6 separate regions of the Mus musculus genome follow, and regions 1, 2, 3, 5 and 6 are each linked to region 4. The links are chromatin contacts, called in public HiChIP or PLAC-seq maps. All regions are on one chromosome and are shown on one strand. The core of a region is the stretch at or near the end of the contact, and the rest is flanking DNA. Distances in the headings are between cores, read along the strand shown. Region 1 overlaps Fggy (FGGY carbohydrate kinase domain containing). Region 2 overlaps Fggy (FGGY carbohydrate kinase domain containing). Region 3 holds the start of Fggy (FGGY carbohydrate kinase domain containing). Region 4 holds the start of Mysm1 (myb-like, SWIRM and MPN domains 1). Region 5 overlaps Fggy (FGGY carbohydrate kinase domain containing). Region 6 overlaps Fggy (FGGY carbohydrate kinase domain containing).

What was found. HiChIP or PLAC-seq counts read pairs in DNA pulled down with a chosen protein or histone mark.
Region 1: an H3K4me3 HiChIP or PLAC-seq map of bone marrow-derived macrophages shows a contact between it and region 4, with 5 times the contacts expected there. The contact joins the enhancer-like site here to the promoter of Mysm1 in region 4. A contact is called at or near these places in 6 of 39 promoter capture datasets (the C10 cell line, cranial neural crest, hippocampal neurons and 3 more), 5 of 115 datasets of contacts at active chromatin or transcription factors (acute myeloid leukemia, bone marrow-derived macrophages, differentiating embryonic stem cells and 1 more) and 2 of 9 other capture datasets (adipose tissue and liver).
Region 2: a contact with region 4 is called in an H3K4me3 HiChIP or PLAC-seq map of bone marrow-derived macrophages, with 4 times the contacts expected there. The contact joins the enhancer-like site here to the promoter of Mysm1 in region 4. A contact is called at or near these places in 5 of 39 promoter capture datasets (the HPC-7 cell line, cranial neural crest, frontonasal cranial neural crest and 2 more), 9 of 115 datasets of contacts at active chromatin or transcription factors (T-cell acute lymphoblastic leukemia, acute myeloid leukemia, bone marrow-derived macrophages and 4 more) and 2 of 9 other capture datasets (adipose tissue and liver).
Region 3: an H3K4me3 HiChIP or PLAC-seq map of bone marrow-derived macrophages shows a contact between it and region 4, with 7 times the contacts expected there. The contact joins the promoter of Fggy here to the promoter of Mysm1 in region 4. A contact is called at or near these places in 11 of 39 promoter capture datasets (the C10 cell line, cranial neural crest, embryonic stem cells and 6 more), 3 of 484 Hi-C or Micro-C datasets (B cells, bone marrow-derived macrophages and hematopoietic stem and progenitor cells), 11 of 115 datasets of contacts at active chromatin or transcription factors (astrocytes, bone marrow-derived macrophages, cardiomyocytes and 7 more) and 3 of 9 other capture datasets (adipose tissue, liver and macrophages).
Region 5: a contact with region 4 is called in an H3K4me3 HiChIP or PLAC-seq map of bone marrow-derived macrophages, with 3 times the contacts expected there. The contact joins the enhancer-like site here to the promoter of Mysm1 in region 4. A contact is called at or near these places in 6 of 39 promoter capture datasets (cranial neural crest, embryonic stem cells, hippocampal neurons and 3 more), 9 of 115 datasets of contacts at active chromatin or transcription factors (acute myeloid leukemia, astrocytes, bone marrow-derived macrophages and 6 more) and 3 of 9 other capture datasets (adipose tissue, embryonic stem cells and liver).
Region 6: a contact with region 4 is called in an H3K4me3 HiChIP or PLAC-seq map of bone marrow-derived macrophages, with 7 times the contacts expected there. The contact joins the enhancer-like site here to the promoter of Mysm1 in region 4. A contact is called at or near these places in 9 of 39 promoter capture datasets (the C10 cell line, the HPC-7 cell line, cranial neural crest and 6 more), 2 of 484 Hi-C or Micro-C datasets (bone marrow-derived macrophages and embryonic stem cells), 12 of 115 datasets of contacts at active chromatin or transcription factors (T-cell acute lymphoblastic leukemia, bone marrow-derived macrophages, embryonic limb bud and 4 more) and 3 of 9 other capture datasets (adipose tissue, liver and pancreatic islet).

What each region holds. Positions count from the first base shown.
Region 1 is chr4:95,708,617-95,711,316 of GRCm38.p6, forward strand. All of the region lies in intron 6 of Fggy (FGGY carbohydrate kinase domain containing), which reads left to right. Among named protein-coding and RNA genes, the nearest start is that of Fggy, 150 kb to the left of the region's middle. Within about 2 kb of position 1,340, at least 13 of the 459 cell types and tissues checked have an H3K27ac peak or open chromatin away from gene starts, as enhancers often do. A contact at or near this core is called in acute myeloid leukemia and bone marrow-derived macrophages, where this site is marked.
Region 2 is chr4:95,666,509-95,669,208 of GRCm38.p6, forward strand. The region is part of intron 5 of Fggy (FGGY carbohydrate kinase domain containing); the gene reads left to right. Among named protein-coding and RNA genes, the nearest start is that of Fggy, 110 kb to the left of the region's middle. Within about 2 kb of position 1,298, at least 25 of the 459 cell types and tissues checked have an H3K27ac peak or open chromatin away from gene starts, as enhancers often do. A contact at or near this core is called in bone marrow-derived macrophages and hippocampal neurons, where this site is marked.
Region 3 is chr4:95,556,148-95,558,847 of GRCm38.p6, forward strand. It overlaps Fggy (FGGY carbohydrate kinase domain containing), which reads left to right and starts at 1,360. Exons shown (of 16, transcript NM_001113412.1): 1 at 1,360-1,444. It overlaps Gm40206 (a long non-coding RNA gene), which reads right to left and starts at 1,219. Exons shown (of 2, transcript XR_867942.1): 1 at 672-1,219.
Region 4 is chr4:94,977,623-94,980,494 of GRCm38.p6, forward strand. Mysm1 (myb-like, SWIRM and MPN domains 1) reads right to left here and starts at 1,478. Exons shown (of 20, transcript NM_177239.3): 1 at 1,382-1,478. The coding sequence starts at 1,443. Gm12694 (a long non-coding RNA gene) reads left to right here and starts at 1,499. Exons shown (of 3, transcript XR_867913.3): 1 at 1,499-2,154.
Region 5 is chr4:95,611,963-95,614,744 of GRCm38.p6, forward strand. The region is part of intron 4 of Fggy (FGGY carbohydrate kinase domain containing); the gene reads left to right. Among named protein-coding and RNA genes, the nearest start is that of Fggy, 56 kb to the left of the region's middle. Within about 2 kb of position 1,484, at least 4 of the 459 cell types and tissues checked have an H3K27ac peak or open chromatin away from gene starts, as enhancers often do. A contact at or near this core is called in bone marrow-derived macrophages, where this site is marked.
Region 6 is chr4:95,684,396-95,687,095 of GRCm38.p6, forward strand. All of the region lies in intron 5 of Fggy (FGGY carbohydrate kinase domain containing), which reads left to right. Among named protein-coding and RNA genes, the nearest start is that of Fggy, 130 kb to the left of the region's middle. Within about 2 kb of position 1,441, at least 96 of the 459 cell types and tissues checked have an H3K27ac peak or open chromatin away from gene starts, as enhancers often do. A contact at or near this core is called in bone marrow-derived macrophages, embryonic stem cells and stem cell-derived epiblast-like cells, where this site is marked.

The DNA.
Region 1 (2,700 bases), core at 90-2,589, 730 kb after region 4:
AAGGGACAAGGTAATGATTTTATGAGGCTTATTAATACTTCATGTTCTTTGCCCCTCCTCCTGCCCTTTTCTGTCAAGGACTTTGTATCTTGGCTTTAAACTGAAGCAACTCAGCTGCCAGCACGTTGTTAAAAGCAAAATCTTTGCAGTGTCTTGCTTGTTCTGTGATGCACACCATGCACAAAGGTCTGAGGTTGACTCTTGCTACTGGGGGAAAACAGTGTTTATTTTCCAGACTTACTTTGGGGTAACTGTTGGGGAGCTAGACTAACATGAGTTTGCAACCTGATGCTGCCTTGTACTACCAAACCAGTACTTAACCTGTGTGGGGTTCAAAGGGCAAGCAGTATATCTGCTTGGTAACTTCAGTGACTTCATATAAAGCCTTTTAAAAATTGAACTAAAATATATTTGCATTATCCTTCCCCATTCACCATTCTGTTCCCCCATGTCCAACCTGAATTTATGGATTCTTTTTCTTCAGCCTTTGTATAGACATAGGAACAAATCATCATATAAATACAGCCTGCAGAGTTCTTTCAGTGTTACATATATATGTTCATATTATGAATATATACGTACATATATATTCATATTTCTAGTGGTGAGTACTTAGCATTGGATAACCACACAGGGGACTAATCCCTGGGAAAGACCAATTCTCCCTATCTCATCAGTTTTTAATCGCATTTACCTCTTCATCTAGGCATGGGACCTGGTGAGATTGCTCCCATCTGCATTGTGATGCCAACTGTTGTTTGAATTGTTCAAGTCCTGATTAAGAACATGCTGTTGTGATTTCATTAGTGTAGTTTTTTCTGTAATAGCTAGAAGGCACAATCTTATAGCAACCTTCATGGATTTATGGCTCTTAAAATACTTTCATGTTTTTTTCCTCAGGGTTTCCTGAGACACAGGTGCAGGAGGTTTTTTGTTTGTTTGTTTGTTTGTTGTTGTTGGTTTTTTTTTTTTCTGGTTTATCAGCTGGCGATAGGCACCCTAGTATCAGTTGTTCATTTTAACCATTTGGGCTTTTTTTATAATGGTCCCCTGCTGTTGCAAAAAAAACCAAGTGTTTTGATGGTTGTTAAGATCTATGCTTATCTGTCCATGTGCAGATAAGTATTTAGACTACAGTTAGGAATTAAACTTGTTTACCACAATGGATCTTGTAGGTCCTCGTCTAAGATCCATGGCCTCACAAGCCAGGTGCAGTTGACTAGTTTTCCCACCTGCTAAGCAGGCCTTGAGTACAGTTAGATGGCTATTAGTTACCACCAAGATATAAATGTCACTGTTGCACTTTTAGGGAAGTCTTGTCATGTGGGTCATTGGTGTGGTTTATGGGCATTATAGCTGGGTAAGACTATTTCTTTCCTTCCTTAGAAGCTTGCATATTACCTTCTAGTGCTGTGAAAGTTAGTTCTTCCCTGAGGCTCTCTTAATGTGTCATTGATGGGGTAGATCTTGTCTGGTATAAGAACACAACCAATCAATCTCTCTCTCTGTCTCTCTCTCTCTCTCTCTCTCTCTCTCTCTCTCTCTCTCTCTCTCTCTCTCCTCTCTTTAATAATGACTTTCATTTTTTTTCTGTTTCACATAGATATCACATTGAGCAACTTCCACAATGTCCCTTAACCCCTTTGCTACATTGAGTATGCAAAGCAAACTGGAGACTCATTTGTAGTGGGCTTGTGAGCACTAATAAATTCATCTCACTTCATTTTGTGTTCACCCTTGGATTCATTTACTCTTTAGTCTATTTTATTTTTTATTGTCTTTGCGTTCTTGTTATAGGCTGCTAGAGCATACTCAATGGCACATAGCAAATAGAAAACAATTCAGAATATGAGTGCTTAGTAAATACCTTACAAATAGTATTGGTCTATGCTGGGGAAGTAGGTAAGGATGGATGTCAGCAGTGGGACTGTCATCGGATGCTGTGGATATGTGTTACCATCTTTAGAGAGGGAATAGAAATGGATGTGAGAAAGCTTTGAGCAATTCCAGCTCATGAAAGACAAGGCTGAGGGTGCCTGCAGATATCTGTAAAAGCCATCAATATAGCCAGACCAGGAATGTTTACAGTGTGGAGGAAGGGTCTCTGTGGTTGTAAGCAGAGGGAGGTGAAGACTGAAAACTGTCTGCTTATACAGTGACATGTGTGTGTGTGTGTGTGTGTGTGTGTGTGTGTGTGTGTGTGTGTGTGTAGGGGTGTACCAATCTGTATATGCTCCATGATACTACAGACTAGGGCATTTATGAACACTAGTACTCTGTGTCTCCCAGTTTTGGAGACAATCTACTGGGGTCTGATATTGGTTGACTTTCTGTGTTCTCACAGGGAGAAAGACAGGATAAGAGAGTAAACTCATCACTCCAGACTGTTTACATATGAGCATTAATGCACTCATCCATATCCCTAAAGGCCCTTTCTCATCAGTTTTTTTTCTGGATATTAAGTTTGCAACACATCAATTTTAGTGGCCATATTCAGGTTATAGGAGAAACTTTAGTGAAAGCTACTTTATTTTAATAGCAGGGCAGAAGATAGGAATTAATAACTAGCATTTAATGAACAGTTACTAGATGCTATGCCAAGTACTTAGTATGCATTTTTACTTTACAACAACCCAGTGAGAAATATAGTGCATACCCCTTTCCCTTTTACAAAAGACAACCATGAAGCATGAAGAAGTT
Region 2 (2,700 bases), core at 48-2,547, 690 kb after region 4:
AGTCAACATCAGCTGTCGGGACCTCAGGACTCTGGTTTGAATCCACACAGCTTGGGCGATCCCGAGTTGTGAGTGAGTGGTAGCAAGTACAGATTGTTGTTGTTACTGCCTGACAAACCCAGCCCATAGTTCTTTCTTTGCTTCTTTTCATTTGGCAACATTGCCTGAATTGTTTCCAATGAATTTTAGAGCTGCATGGTCCTGTTTCAGAGCTGATTTCTCTCTCCTCTGGCTAAATGGCATCCAAATCAAAATGCCACTTCCTTCCCTCTTCTCATTCCTTAAGCAGCAATCGGGAGTAAGCCCCAGGCTGTAAGTGGCTTGTTCTAGTATCTTCAGGTTTTTTTTTTTAAGAGCTAATTTTCTGGTCCAAATTTAGACAAAAAAAGCAAAGAATTAACTGGCAAAGAATGCACCACAGTTAGAGAGAAAATAATTACTGGGGCTTTTCTGCTCTGTGATAACAAACTGGAGGCAATGCCAGTTCTTACAGCACTGTCCACACCCACTTCTATTTGAAACACAGTATTGCTACAGGGCCCTGAAAGTGGTATCCAAATGTTCTATATGGCATGCTTTATGCAAACTCCCACATATGCTGGTTTGACACCCATTATGCAACCCCTCGCATATGCTGGCTTTAGATTCATTTCTTGTCCTTTTGGTAGAGATTCCCAGAGTAGTGAGATGTTTTAAGTACTTAGAGACATTAGTGGTTTCTACAGGTGTCAGATCTGTTTGTGGGCCCTGCGTATATACTTACTGCTAGGTCAGATAAGGACTCTCCCATGAACTGGGTCAAATTTATATGGAAAACTATTTCTAACAAGTGCCTATTATCTTTATAACCATTATTATTATCATTATTTAAAATTTCATTCAACCGACTTTCTTCTCCAGTATGAGGGTGATTGGGTGGATGACATGCATAAAGGCATAGGTGAATGAGAGATGGCTAAATAGATGAATTGATTGGTTGTTTTTAATCTCTTGTCTACAGTTAACATCATTAGATCTTTCCCCTTTATTATGAGAGATTGCCAGAATGTAATTGATTATATACACAGGTCTATCAGAGTACAAGAAATTGCCATGTACTCCTAGGAATTAAAATGCCACCGTTCATTGATGTTACCAACATGAAAATTAGTCCTGTCCCTCCCTCTGTTATCTATAAATGTAAATCTGATATTATGTAACTATTTGAGATTTTTCAGTAGCATTCTGCATCCTGCAGGAAATGATTCTTATGACATCCTGTAGGAAGTGAGTCAGTATGCCATACATGTCCCACTGTGGCCTGGCTGATCTCTGAGTCTCCATCTCACTTCCTGACATTGCCCTGGGACACATGATCCATTGGTGTGTATCTCCTCATTCTTTATCACTCTATCCCTTTGCTTGTGTTGTTTGTTCAACACTAAGGGCTTTTATTTAGTTGACTTTCACCTCTGACCTCTCTATTTTTTTTTTTTGGAGTGGGCTTATATTATCACAATAGCATTGGCACAGATTATTGAATTTCTCTTTTTTCTGATAGTTTGGCAATTTCCACTGAAACATCTTGGAACCTCCAGGGTTTGTACATGTATTGCTTTCCATCAGTGTGTACAAGTTTCATGATCAACCTCAAATGCCAGAACCCAAGGTTTCTCAACTCTGATACATAAAGTAGGAACATATTTGCCTGGAAACTTTCACACCCTATAATTTAAACCATCTCTATATTACACACATTATGTAATAAGATGTAAGAACAATATAGAAATCGTTGCTATATTTTATAGATAATAATTATAAGGAAGAAGCCCATGTGTGTTCAGTGTTCAATGAAGATACAGTGGTTTGTTTTTTTTTTCAAATATTCTCCATTGAGGTTCATACATTCTCCATAGTATGGAGCCATGACTATGGAGGATGGTCAGGTGTGCTGTAATTGAGGTGATGCTCCTGTCTACATGGTCCCAGGTGGGCACTAACATACCTTCCTCTAGGCTGAAAAATGGAGAATGGATGAAGAAGGGCCACACCTTCTCTTAGGAGCTGCCGCTTACTAAGACATACATGTTTAGTCTCAGCCCCTGGCTTCTGCCATAGAGACCCTAAAACATTTACTTTCCCCCAGTGCTAGGCAAGCTCACATCATCCTTTATTCTAATGAGTGATGACTTCCTATTTAATGACCTAGAACTATTTAATCATTTGGGATGCTCTGGGTGACAGGAGCATTGCTTATTTTAATGAGGCAGCACAGGGTAGCCTTCTGGGTCACGTAGAACTGAGGACTAAGCTCTAGGAAGTCTAAGTCATGGTTAGAAGCTTGGAACTTTCAACTATAAATTCTCCCACCACCTCCCCCAAATCTACCCTGTCTTTCTGGAAGTGCAGAAACAGTAGAGATTGTGTTAATCGGTCATACTATATGCAGAGCCCCCCAATATCCCTATTAGGGGGAATTTGAGAAGCTTCCATGTGGTGAATGTGTCATAGCTGGAGGCAGTATACTGGAGAGGGAATGGATGCTCTGTGGCTTTCCTATGCATCTTTGTTGATGTCTCGCTCCATCAGCTTCTTCCTCTATATCCTTTAAAATAACCAGTTAAATGTAAATAAATTGTTTTGTTGAGTTCTGTGAGCCACTATTGTAAATTTCTAGCTGCTCATTCAGAATTATGGAAGGCTAGCGCTTTCTGATGACAC
Region 3 (2,700 bases), core at 110-2,609, 580 kb after region 4:
TTTGCTACTGGTCATATGCTATTTAAGAGGACTCAAATAAAAACTCAAATACAGCAAAGACGAGAAACAGCTATCCACAAAGGCCAACACACTAGTTTATGTTTAGCAACGAGGAGACCTTTCAGGTTCCCACCCAAGCCATAGACTGTGAGGCAACAGGCGCGTTGCATTTCTGGGATACATTAAGGAAGAGCTGAGCCAATGTAGCATGTGTATTAAGCATCCAAACTTTTGCAAAACATATACATGTCTGGTACTTAATTTGTTCTTCATAGTGCTCCGGAAAGAAAGACAACCAGGTCTTAATATTATAATTCCCGTTGTATGCTTGGTCCACATGACTAAGTAACAGATCTGAGACTGTGCAGACAATTTTTTGAATAGCTGGAAATGCAATCATAGTGTAGATCTTAACAGTTAGGTTCTTAACTGTCCGGATGCTGAGACCCTTTATAATAGTTCCTCAGGTTGTTGTGACCCAACCATAAAATTATATTTTTTGTTACTTCACATATCTACTTTTGCTATTGTTATGAATCATAATGTAAATATCTGATATAGGTCACCAAAGAAGGTTGAACACTGCTTGTGTAGAGGAAAATAAATCCAAACCAAGACCTCCAGGAGAGTGCAGGACTAATCCTGTGGCCTCAGCCTCACCGAGTTCTTACCTGGATGACGGAGAGAGATCGATCACTCGTTTACTCTCAGGTCATGTGGATACTAGTCTTAACATAATAAACACACTAGGTCTGACTAAGGAAGTCTCTGTTATCGAGAAGGGTTGGTTTTCGCAACCTTGGAATAGTCCCCAGGAAAAGAAAAAAGAAAAAAAAGAAAAAAAAAAAGCCAAACCGGTTTTGGACTCTCAGTATCTAGCGATGAGGGTACCGAGAGTCCATGTAGCTTACTGGTATGTCAACTTCTCAAAGGCAGGGGTCATCTATCTTTTAGATTTACGGTGTCGTCTCTACCTCAAAGCCTCGACCACAGCATAAAGTGTGAGAGTTCCTGAAAAGCACCAGGTATAAAGGGTTCAAGGAATTGAAGCCCATAGCAATCCTGGTGCTCAGCCGAGGGCGATTTAACAGGAAATATCCACCACATACTGTAGGTTGGCTAGGTTAGCTGGCGCTCAGAGGGGATTGCTTAGATTGAGCCGTCTCTGTTGCCTGGGCATCTTTAAAATCCAGGCAGCGAAAGGATTTTGAAATGCAAACCCAAGACTTACAGTACAGTGGGGAGGAGCAGGGCTCACAAGTACTGGCCATTCACGGTGCCCGTTTCAAAGGACCAATCAGGTTGCTCCTTACAAGGGTTGCTGGAGGGGCTGGACTGAAGCGGGCGGAGTCACAGCTTGTTTGGACCGCCCTGCTGGGTGCGGTGCGGCTGTGCATGGTGGCCTGCTGGCCTGCTAGCTAGAATGTGATTTCATATTGGACAAGTAAGTGACCCTCCCAGGGGTTCTTGCAGGCACGCAGGCTCTTAGCCAGCTCCCCCCAAAAGCTTCTCTAGCCTGCTAAATGTTTCCCTCCTTCACCTTTGGGTCTCACAGCCAGGCCACTGGTTGGCCTTTCAGTTTCTTGTGTATTCTGGGTGAGGTGTCTTGCCCAAGGGAGAGGCCTTTACTGCATCCCAATGACTGCCCTACAGATGTCTGGGGCCTAAGGCCCTATCTCTCTGAGTAGTGTACAGTTAATTAAATAAAGTGTTTTTTCTTTCTCCCAGAAAAGAGAATTTTGCAATGCACCCCCGCCCCGCACCCCAATTTGGGGACAATTCTCTAAACATTTTAAGTCGTTGATTTCAAGTTTGGCAATGTAAAAGCGTTTCAAGGCTGGTGCTGTTTAAGGCTATAGAAGCTGAGCATCTGGAGATAGTGTTTGGTGCGTACTTCAGTTTAAATGGGATAATGCCATCTGTCTTGTTACAGGGCTGCAGGCCAGGAAGGGTATAGGGGGATCTTTCCATGTTTATGAACTTCATGACCATTTCAGGATGGAGACACACACTGTGGGGGAACTCCTCTGTCACTGGTCCATTCACTGGAGCACTGCTTACATTTTAGCTCGAATTTCTTCTCCTAGTTAAAGGGCAAACTGTGGCCAAGTTTGACTCTTTTTTGATCAAGTGTGTGTGTGTCAATTCAAAAGGTCCCATTGGATTGTGCTTTTAGGGAGCAAATCCATAAGGAAGAATTAAAGTCTGAGTTTGTGGCTGGATTTGTAGATTTGTCTTTTGTTTCATTTTCTTGTCCTTTTTAAAGGGTTTCCCGTCTTTACTGTGAGCTATGTGAGTCCTGATGTTTCTCTTTTCTGTTGCTAGCTGGGGGTGCTGCTAGTCTGTCTTCTGGAGTCTCCTTCTAATGCAGCTGTCATGCTTGGTCTTGACTTAAAGGCTTCTGCCCTGGCTGTATGAATAAGAGCCCCAGAGGACTGCTCCTGACTGATGGGGTCTGGGGTGGAAAATAGGGGATGAGGAGGGCCTATGGATGATTTTTTTTGAGGGGGGGGGGTGGCTTAGGATTAGGAAGTCAAAGTTTGCAAGTAAGGAGGAGGGAATAACCCAGTTGGTGGAGCACTGTGTTTCTGGGAAGGGTGCCAGGTTCTTATCCAGGCTCTCATGAATTTTGCTGGGCTTTGTCTTCTGGAATTTAGTTCTTTTTCTATAACCTTTATCTAAAAACTACAGCCAATTATT
Region 4 (2,872 bases), core at 228-2,727:
CTGAAGGATGCTTTAAGAACCTGGAGGCCAGTTCCACTGTAATACAGCACCTCAGGTAATCATTTGTCTCTCCTTTGAGACCTAACATACGAGGTTAACATTACAACATGCCACCAGTAGTCTCAAGTGTCAAGAAAATGGTACAAGAAAAAGGGATGAAAAACTAAACACAACCAGGAAAGTTAAAACGAACCCTTGAGAGAGGCACAGAGCCAATGCTTTCAGGTGACGGTCACTGAACACCAGGTGAATTCCTTTATGAACTCCAAACTGCCCTCGCCCACTGAGGTCACCGATTCTCAAACATCACAAGCACTTGCTCAAGTCTGATATATCACACTGGTGTAGAGTTATTGCTATCTCAGGCTATCCACGTAACTTTTGAACTTTTGAGAAAATATTTATGTGAAGTTAACTACCCCTCATTTTCATCACATTTTAAGAACTCACTGGCTATTTTAAAATGCTTCTTATTCTGGTGCCTTATAGAGGAGGACTGGCAGTCTACAGTGGAGCAGCCCTCCTGTCAAATGAACTATATGGGCTGAAAATGGAGCAGTACTAGTAATAGTATGTACTTCAGCAGAATTCTAACGAAGTCGCTGACAAGTTACAAGTAATGTACCTGGCTTCTACAGGAGGTCCTATCTGGCCCCCATTACTTAAAAGGAGGGATACCGCGTCCTCCTAAAGGCACGTGTCAAATCAGGTTCAGTTTAAAATCACACTGCCCGTCCTTGCAGGCACTGGCATGACACCCCTAACTGGGTCTTCACTACATTATCCTAACACAGCAAAGAAAACATCTGCCGAGCATTCTCCATATGCTAAAACATCTCTCAGAATTATTTCATTCGATGCTTACAACAGTAAGATCGACAAGTGATTCTTGGTTTCCAAGCAAGCGGAGCCTTGCTTGGAAATGCCTCAAATGCCTTGATCACGGTCAGAGTGACAGTAAACAGGAAGAGCAAAAGCAAAAGGCAAACATGACTTGTCCAACTCTAAAATCTGGATCCTTTAGGGTAAGCTGCCTTTCCCCCAAGTTTTCAACAACTTGCTCTGAGAAGGAGGAATCAAACGACTGGACCAGGTCGCTAGCGGGCGCAGGACTAAATTAGACGCCAGTGTTCAAGATGCTGTGAGGCGCCTGAGACAGCGCGAATGCAGGTAGGAATCCGAATTAAACACTGTCCATCGCAGCCCAGAAAGTGGAGATAAACAGTGCAACCTGGGGCACCGGGTCCACTCCCGGACCCGGCCGACTTCCGGCTGGGAGCACCCCGGGTCCCGACGCCGTCCACACGGACCCTCGGCCAACCGCATCCTCCGACCCTTGCCTAGCACAGCCCGGCCCGCAGGACCCCGCTCCGCGCCTCACCCCGGCTGTGCAGCCGCCGCAACATCTCCTTCCACATCCACATCCGCCTCCTCCGCCTCCATGACTGCACCTGACGCAGGCGTACTCGCGAGATCCCGCGAGATGCGGCGGGGCGGGACCGGGGGCGGGCCCAGGGCCGGAGGCGGGGCCTTGGCGTGGCGCACTTCCGGGGAACTCCGGCGAGTAAGACCAGGAGACTGCGTGAAAGCTGCTTCCCCAAGGACCGCATGGGTTATCTCACTTCTCTCACGTCTTACGTGGGCTAACTCACAGCAGATCTTTTTCCATTCAGGCGAGAGACCCTGCTTTGTGGCATCCATTGTCTCTGGTTCATTTTCGCACACACACACACGCGCGCGCGCGCCTACCCGCCCCGCCCGCCACCGTGAATTATTAGAATGACCCAGTGGAATGGATGCAGGTTTCACGGATTTTATTTTATGGATAAGTAAATAGACTCAGAAAACTGACGTGATTGTTCAAACAGAGAGCTTGGTAGATTGATCTTTTAAACTCTGCCCTGAGTGTTTGCCATATACATACAAATCATTGCTGGGAATCTGTGAAGCAAAGAACTTAACGGTTTTCCAAGAAATCAGAGTCTTGCTTCTGCATTTTTCTGCCCTCAAATCTGTCTCTCATACAGTTAGAATCCATGACTCATTGTCTTCTCGATCAGACTGTGACTTCTTTAAGGATAAAACCTGTCTGGTAGTCCTTACACTGCCTGCGTTCAGCACAGTGTCTCACGTAGTAGAAGCTGTGTTGGACAGGTAAGTGTATTGGGAACCAGCAAAATAAACCTGATTTGTTGTTGTTTTGTTTTGATTTTTTGAAATAGGGTTTCTCTGTATAGCCCTGGCTGTTCTGGAACTCACTCTGTTGACCAGGCTGGCCTTGAACTCAGAAATCCACCTGCCTCTGCCTCCCAAGTGCTGGGATTAAAGGCATGCGCCACCACGCCCCGCAAAATAAACTTGTTCTTTTTTTTTTTTTTAAGTACTACCATGTCGTTTTCAGGCTTCATTTAATCATAGGGGTAAACTAAATTCAAGGTCCCAGGCCCTGGGGGAGCTTCTGTTGTAAGGAGACAGCTATTTGAGCCCAGCCATCTCAGAGACAACTTAGAAGGAGACAATTGTCTGCGTCCAGTCATCTCAGGGAAAGTTGTAAGGAGACAGCAGTTTGAGTCCAGCCATCTCAAGGACACTCTCCAGCTTGCTGTAGGGTCAAACTAAGTTCTTGTTCCCAGGCCCAGGAACCAGCTCCTATTCTGATTGGTGGAAATTCGCATGCTCAACCCTTTATGGTCAAAATATGATTGGCCGAAGCTACAGCCTACCCTGCTTGCCCTCCCTTACTTTATGGTTTCATCCTTTAAATATGCTATGTAATTCCCCTAAAAAGTCACTCTCCGGACTCTGTTCTATGTTCTCCGGCCTTGGTCGATCAGTAGCAGCTTGAATACAATACATCATTCACTTGATGTAT
Region 5 (2,782 bases), core at 234-2,733, 630 kb after region 4:
AGGACTCCACTGCGCTACCTGTTATTACAGCATTGCTAAGGGGTCTAAACTCTGTGAATCAAAACATTTGATTATTGGGATATATTTTTGATATGCTTGTTTCTGTGCCCAATTAAGTAATCCAACAGTGAAGGAGATAGGGTTCACATTGTTTAAGGGACAAGGCCTTGACAAAAATTATGCTTAATCTTTACAGACAGCTTTTAGGAAAGGATGCATACATGTAAATTTTAGTAGATTTACTAATTTATAAGCTTGTTGACACTATAAAATAAAAGATACTACAATAATGTTTAGTTAGGTTTAAATCAGAGACTTGCATTAGTAAGGGATATTCATATGTGAATATTTTATAAAGTTATGTAAAGTCATCTGACCAGAAAAACTGTCACTAGATATTATCTTATTTTGGATTGTGTTCGTATAAGTTTGAGTGAAAATTTTATTTTCAAAATAAACCCTCATTAAAAAAAAAGCTATTCTCCAAACCAAAACAATTTTAAAAGGATGTTTTCTTTTGTTAATTAATAAAAAAGTACACTAGTCACCTTTCTGTTCCCAAAGTCTCATCACTTTACAACAGAATCACAGCCTGGTCACCATGCCTTTGTCTTTAGTTTTATGGGCTTTGTGGGACACTTAACCTAAACTATAGCAAGATGCTCTGTGAAATGGGATCCCAAATGAGTCACGGTAAACAGACTCTGACCTCTTTGAAACAGAGGTTGCTTACTGTCTGCTCTTCAGACTTTGAAGAAAGATGAAGAAAATCACATTAGCAACTTCTACTAGGATATTGCCAAAATAACACTCATCCATTTGAACATGAACCTCTCAGTTCCTATTTAAACAGGAGCTCCCAGGTCCTATCTGAAGCAATGAGATATGCTAAGAGGGGCACACTTACTGCAGTCGCTGTCTGGTAGAGTTGGGAGGTCTGTTTCAGATTGTACTCAAGTTTTACACAGCTCACAGGCCAAGGTCACAGGACAGGGAGGTTGTCTAGGGGGTAAGGTAGGGTTAGATTAGGAGTACTAGGGGTAGTAGAATTTGTAAGGGATACTCTGTGGTACCTAAAGAATGAGCCCTGAAGAATGAGCACTAGGTAGTCAAGGTCCTTGGAGGTCTGTTTATAATTGGAATTTCCTTTTGGAACATCATGGTATAGATTCCAGTTGCCCATTAGCCACAGTGAGAGAAAGCCAGCAGTTGTTTGCCACCCACTTCCAGCTCTCTCACTCTAAGGACATTAACCTGAGAATTCCAAGGAGGAGCTTTGAGCACTCTCATGGCTCAGCTTCCTTTCTGATTAGGTGGAACATTCATCTTACTCCACACATCTCGAGAGTAGGCTACACAGTGCCCTAAGGCGAAAAAAATCCCAGTGTTAGCCCCTCTCATTCATGGGGATAGGACTGAATACAAGATACAGACCTTTCCACCGTTCCTTCTGAGTGGCATTTGACTCAGACGGTGACATCAGACATGACTTCATTCATTTAAAGGAAGGACTGAGAGAGTCAGGCTCTGCCCTTCTCTCCCCATACACAGTCTCCTTGAAGACATTGTTGTGTTCCCACTGCTTCCCACAGAATTTCTTCCTCTTCTCCTCCTCTTCCTCCTTCCTTCTTCATACTCTCTCTGTCATTGTCTTTCCCTTATTTTTCCTTCCATTCTGTTCATAGCTCATGCTTAGCCTGTTCTTTCTTTTTACCCAATACTCCCTTTGTCTTTTTGTCCACTTGCTTCTGTTGTTATTTGGCCTCCTTCTTCCTACTTAATCTCCATTGTTCCTGATCTCTGTGTATATCCTCTATTTGACCTGTTTTCCTTCTTCTCTGCTCTTTGTCCTCTTGTGAGAAATGCATGAGGGAGCTGGTTCTCCTTCCTCTTGACTGTTCACTTCTGGAATCTACCAGGTGCTTGCTGTCTCAATTGTTCTAAAGCTGCATACGCAGTCACCCTTTCCTCAGGGATGGATGGTGTCTGCCATTCCTTTCTGATTTCTTACTGATTTTAGGAGAAGTCTTTCTGACTGGCCCTCTCACAGTTTCTTCTCCTTGTTCATGGGCACAGTTGATGAGCCCTTATCAATGTTGCCCAGGCCCTGATGTTGTCTCTCCTTCCCTCCATCTCCCCTTCCTCACTTTTTAACTTCCCTTTATATTCATTTCTTTCTCATGGCAGTGCTTTCCTTGATAGCCATACAGATTCTGTGCTTTATAAAGCAAGTATTTTGGAACTTGAACAGTCATCAGGAGTAGTTCACATGTTCTCCCTAGCCAGCTTGAGGATTGTGAACAAGATTTTGTAATCAGAGGCTGGAGAGATGGCTCATTGGTTAAGAGCATTTGCTTCTTGTTCTGAGGACCAGTGTTCAATATCCAGTACCTACATGGCAACTCACAACTATCTGTAGCTCTAGTCCCAGGATATCTTCAATTTTCTGGCCTCTGCAGGCACTTCACATATATGGTGCACAGATGTACAAAATATATACAATAAAAGTAAAGGAAAAATTATTTAAACAATTATAATAATCTCCAAGCTTCCTCTTTAGTTGTATCTTCCAGCACCTCATAGACCCCAGAGCCAGACAGCAGGGAACACAGTAAGCTCTAGTGCCACTTTGTAGTTTCCTGGCTTTGATAAACTGGTGAATTTAATTACTCTTTGCTTCAATTTCATGTCCTATAACGATTACTGAATATCTTAACACACACACTCTCTCTCTCTCTTTCTCTCTTTCTCTTTCTCTCTCTCTCTCTCTCTCTCTCTCTCT
Region 6 (2,700 bases), core at 191-2,690, 710 kb after region 4:
TTTTGACAGTGAGATGTCTTTCTCTGAGAGCATGGGAAAACTACCTCAGCTTTTTTATGTAGTCATGACCACATTTGAACTGTTACCAGCAAGTCTAACTGAAAAGGCAACTCAATATTGCCCTGTGCTTATATTATTTTGCTCTGTCAGGAACCTGTCAGCAAGTGTTGATGAAGTGCAGAGCCAGTAGTAACAAGCGTGCATCCTGAAAGCTCCCTAACACAAGCAGCCGCAGTCGGTGCAGTGCTATTTCTTCCCAAAGAAGCCCCTCTTGTCTCTTTGCTGATGTCATTAGTGGTCCAGCCCCAGTCATTATATCTCCCCTAGAGCAATATCTTCAATGCTGCTAATTCAGTCTTTTGTATGCCTTGAACAACACAGACCCATCACAGGCCTGTGAAGTACCAGAGGCTGCAGCCAGGAATATCTTGGTAATTTATCCCCATCCTTACCTCTAATTATTCTGTTGTTCACTGGCTTGCTCAATTGAGACTCTCCAGGTTCTACATTCCCCAAGCAGAGAACAAAAGGTTTCCCTTGAGAGTGGGGCCTGGCCCTGTCAGTGCAGTGAACTGTGCATAAATTATGCAGCACTGTGGCTGGCTTTCTTTTCATAGTCTTGCTGGAGAAATTCCGGAGAAAGACCAGGCCCCTGGAACTGGGCTGGCTTATTCTTCTGAGGTTGCTTTGCTCTGAGTGTATCTGGAGAGCAAGAAGCACCCCCTGCCCCCTTCTTTTTGCTGAAGCTGCTTCAGGTTCTTCAAGAACTACAAGTGTGTTTGGTCTTTTTTTTTTTTTCCTCACTCTCTACCTGTCTAGGAAAACACAGCAGGTGCCCGCTATTAAGCTTTGCTCCGATTCCTTCATTTGACCCCTCCAACTAGACTAAACTGGCTGGGCTCTCCTTTCTGCTTTCTCAGTTATCTTTACCTCTATGAGACTGGCGCACTACCTACTGCACTAACAAGGCTCCTTTCAATTAGCCTTACTTTAAAATAATATGATTTTTTTATTAAGTCTTTGAGAATTTCATACAATGTATTGATCCTATTCACCCCCAATCCCTCTCCCTAACTCCTCTCCGATCTTCTTCTGCCTCCCTATCCACCCCAACTTTGTTTAGAAAATATAACTCATAATGTGTTGCCCCCATATCCTTAGGTGTTGGGCTTAGAAGCCCTTCACTCTCTGTCCTAGAATATTGACTGGCTTGATCTTGGGCAGGCAGCACCCATGGCATGAGCTCAGGAGCACTGTGGTCCCTGCATATGCAGAGGCCCTTTTCAATGTAGTCTTCCCATGCTTCAAGCTACCCCCACTGTCTCTCTTTCCCTCCCTTCCCCCTCTTTTTTCTCTCCCCTTTCTTCCCTACCTTTCCCCTCACTCTCTTCCTCCCTCTCTTGTCTCATTTGTAGATGGATACTCCATTGACACTTCCTCTTTTATACTTTGGCCAGAAGTGAGTTTCTGCACCATCTACCACGATCCACTGCCCAAAGAAGTTTCCCTGGTAAGGGCTGAGGGCTGCACTAATCGATGGATAGACAGAAATGAATTTAGAGGGAAATTTGATAGCCATGTAGATAGTATACAAGGATAGTGGTAGTTCAACCCTGGAACCTGTGAACTTTCCAATCTGGATTAACCTTATGTTGTTACTATTTTGGTTTATTTGTCTATGTGCATAGGATATGTTGTTTTGTTGTTTGCTTTGCTTTGATGAGATCCCCACAAAACTAATCTTCAGTCCTTATACCCTGGCAGCCAGAGCTCTGGGATCTGGGTTGAGAAGGAGCCGAGGGCTGACTTGCAATGCCATAGATCCTTACTTATTCTCTTTCAGGATGCTTTTACCCTTAACCATCTTCCTGCTGTGTGGTCCAGCTATATCTCCCTGTAGACAGTAAGGATGCCTGTCCCTCTCAGACCCTCTGGGAGTGAAACTCAGCCTCTGTGCTTCCATTCTTGTTCTCTCTTACTTCCTTGTGAATTTTTGTCTTGAAGTAATATTGAACGGTCTGCAATATGTAGAGATCATTTTTCTTCCCTTTAATAAAATAATGTGGTAACACACTCATATGTCTTCTGTCACTCAAGCATCCTTGAATGTTGCTCATATGTATTTTTTTGCACGTAAAAAATTGAATTCATTGCATGTCATGTCGACGTTTGTGAGCACAGCCTATGTTTTCTATTTGCTGTAGTGCTGTTGTTTGAATTTTGTTACATCTTATCTTAGCTTTAGCAATAAAGTAAGGAGCTATTCTGGAGTCCAGAGTACTTCAGAGGGGCCAGTTCAGTGAATGTTAGACTTTCTGGTACAACCACAGGGACTTCTAAAATATTATTGGAAGGTTGGCTTAAACTATTTACTCAGTTGCTCTAGTACTAATAGCCCCACTAAAGGTTTCTAGTGTTGTTCTGGTAAATTTTGTTTTTCTGTGAAATTGTACTTTCGTCTAAGTTTCCACAACTGCATAGTCTTGCTCATGTTATCCTTTGGCTTTCTTTTTCTGTCAATGTTTGCCTTCTCTGTGGTAATAGCTCCCGTTTCCTTCTATGACATTTGTTACTTTTAGCTTTCATCTCTGCTTCCTCTCTTTTGCTCATCATGTTTTCACATTGACTCACTGAGTTTTCTTCTCAACCTCATTCTAATCTTTCAGTTTTTCATGATTTTCCAAGGTTTCTGATTAGGTT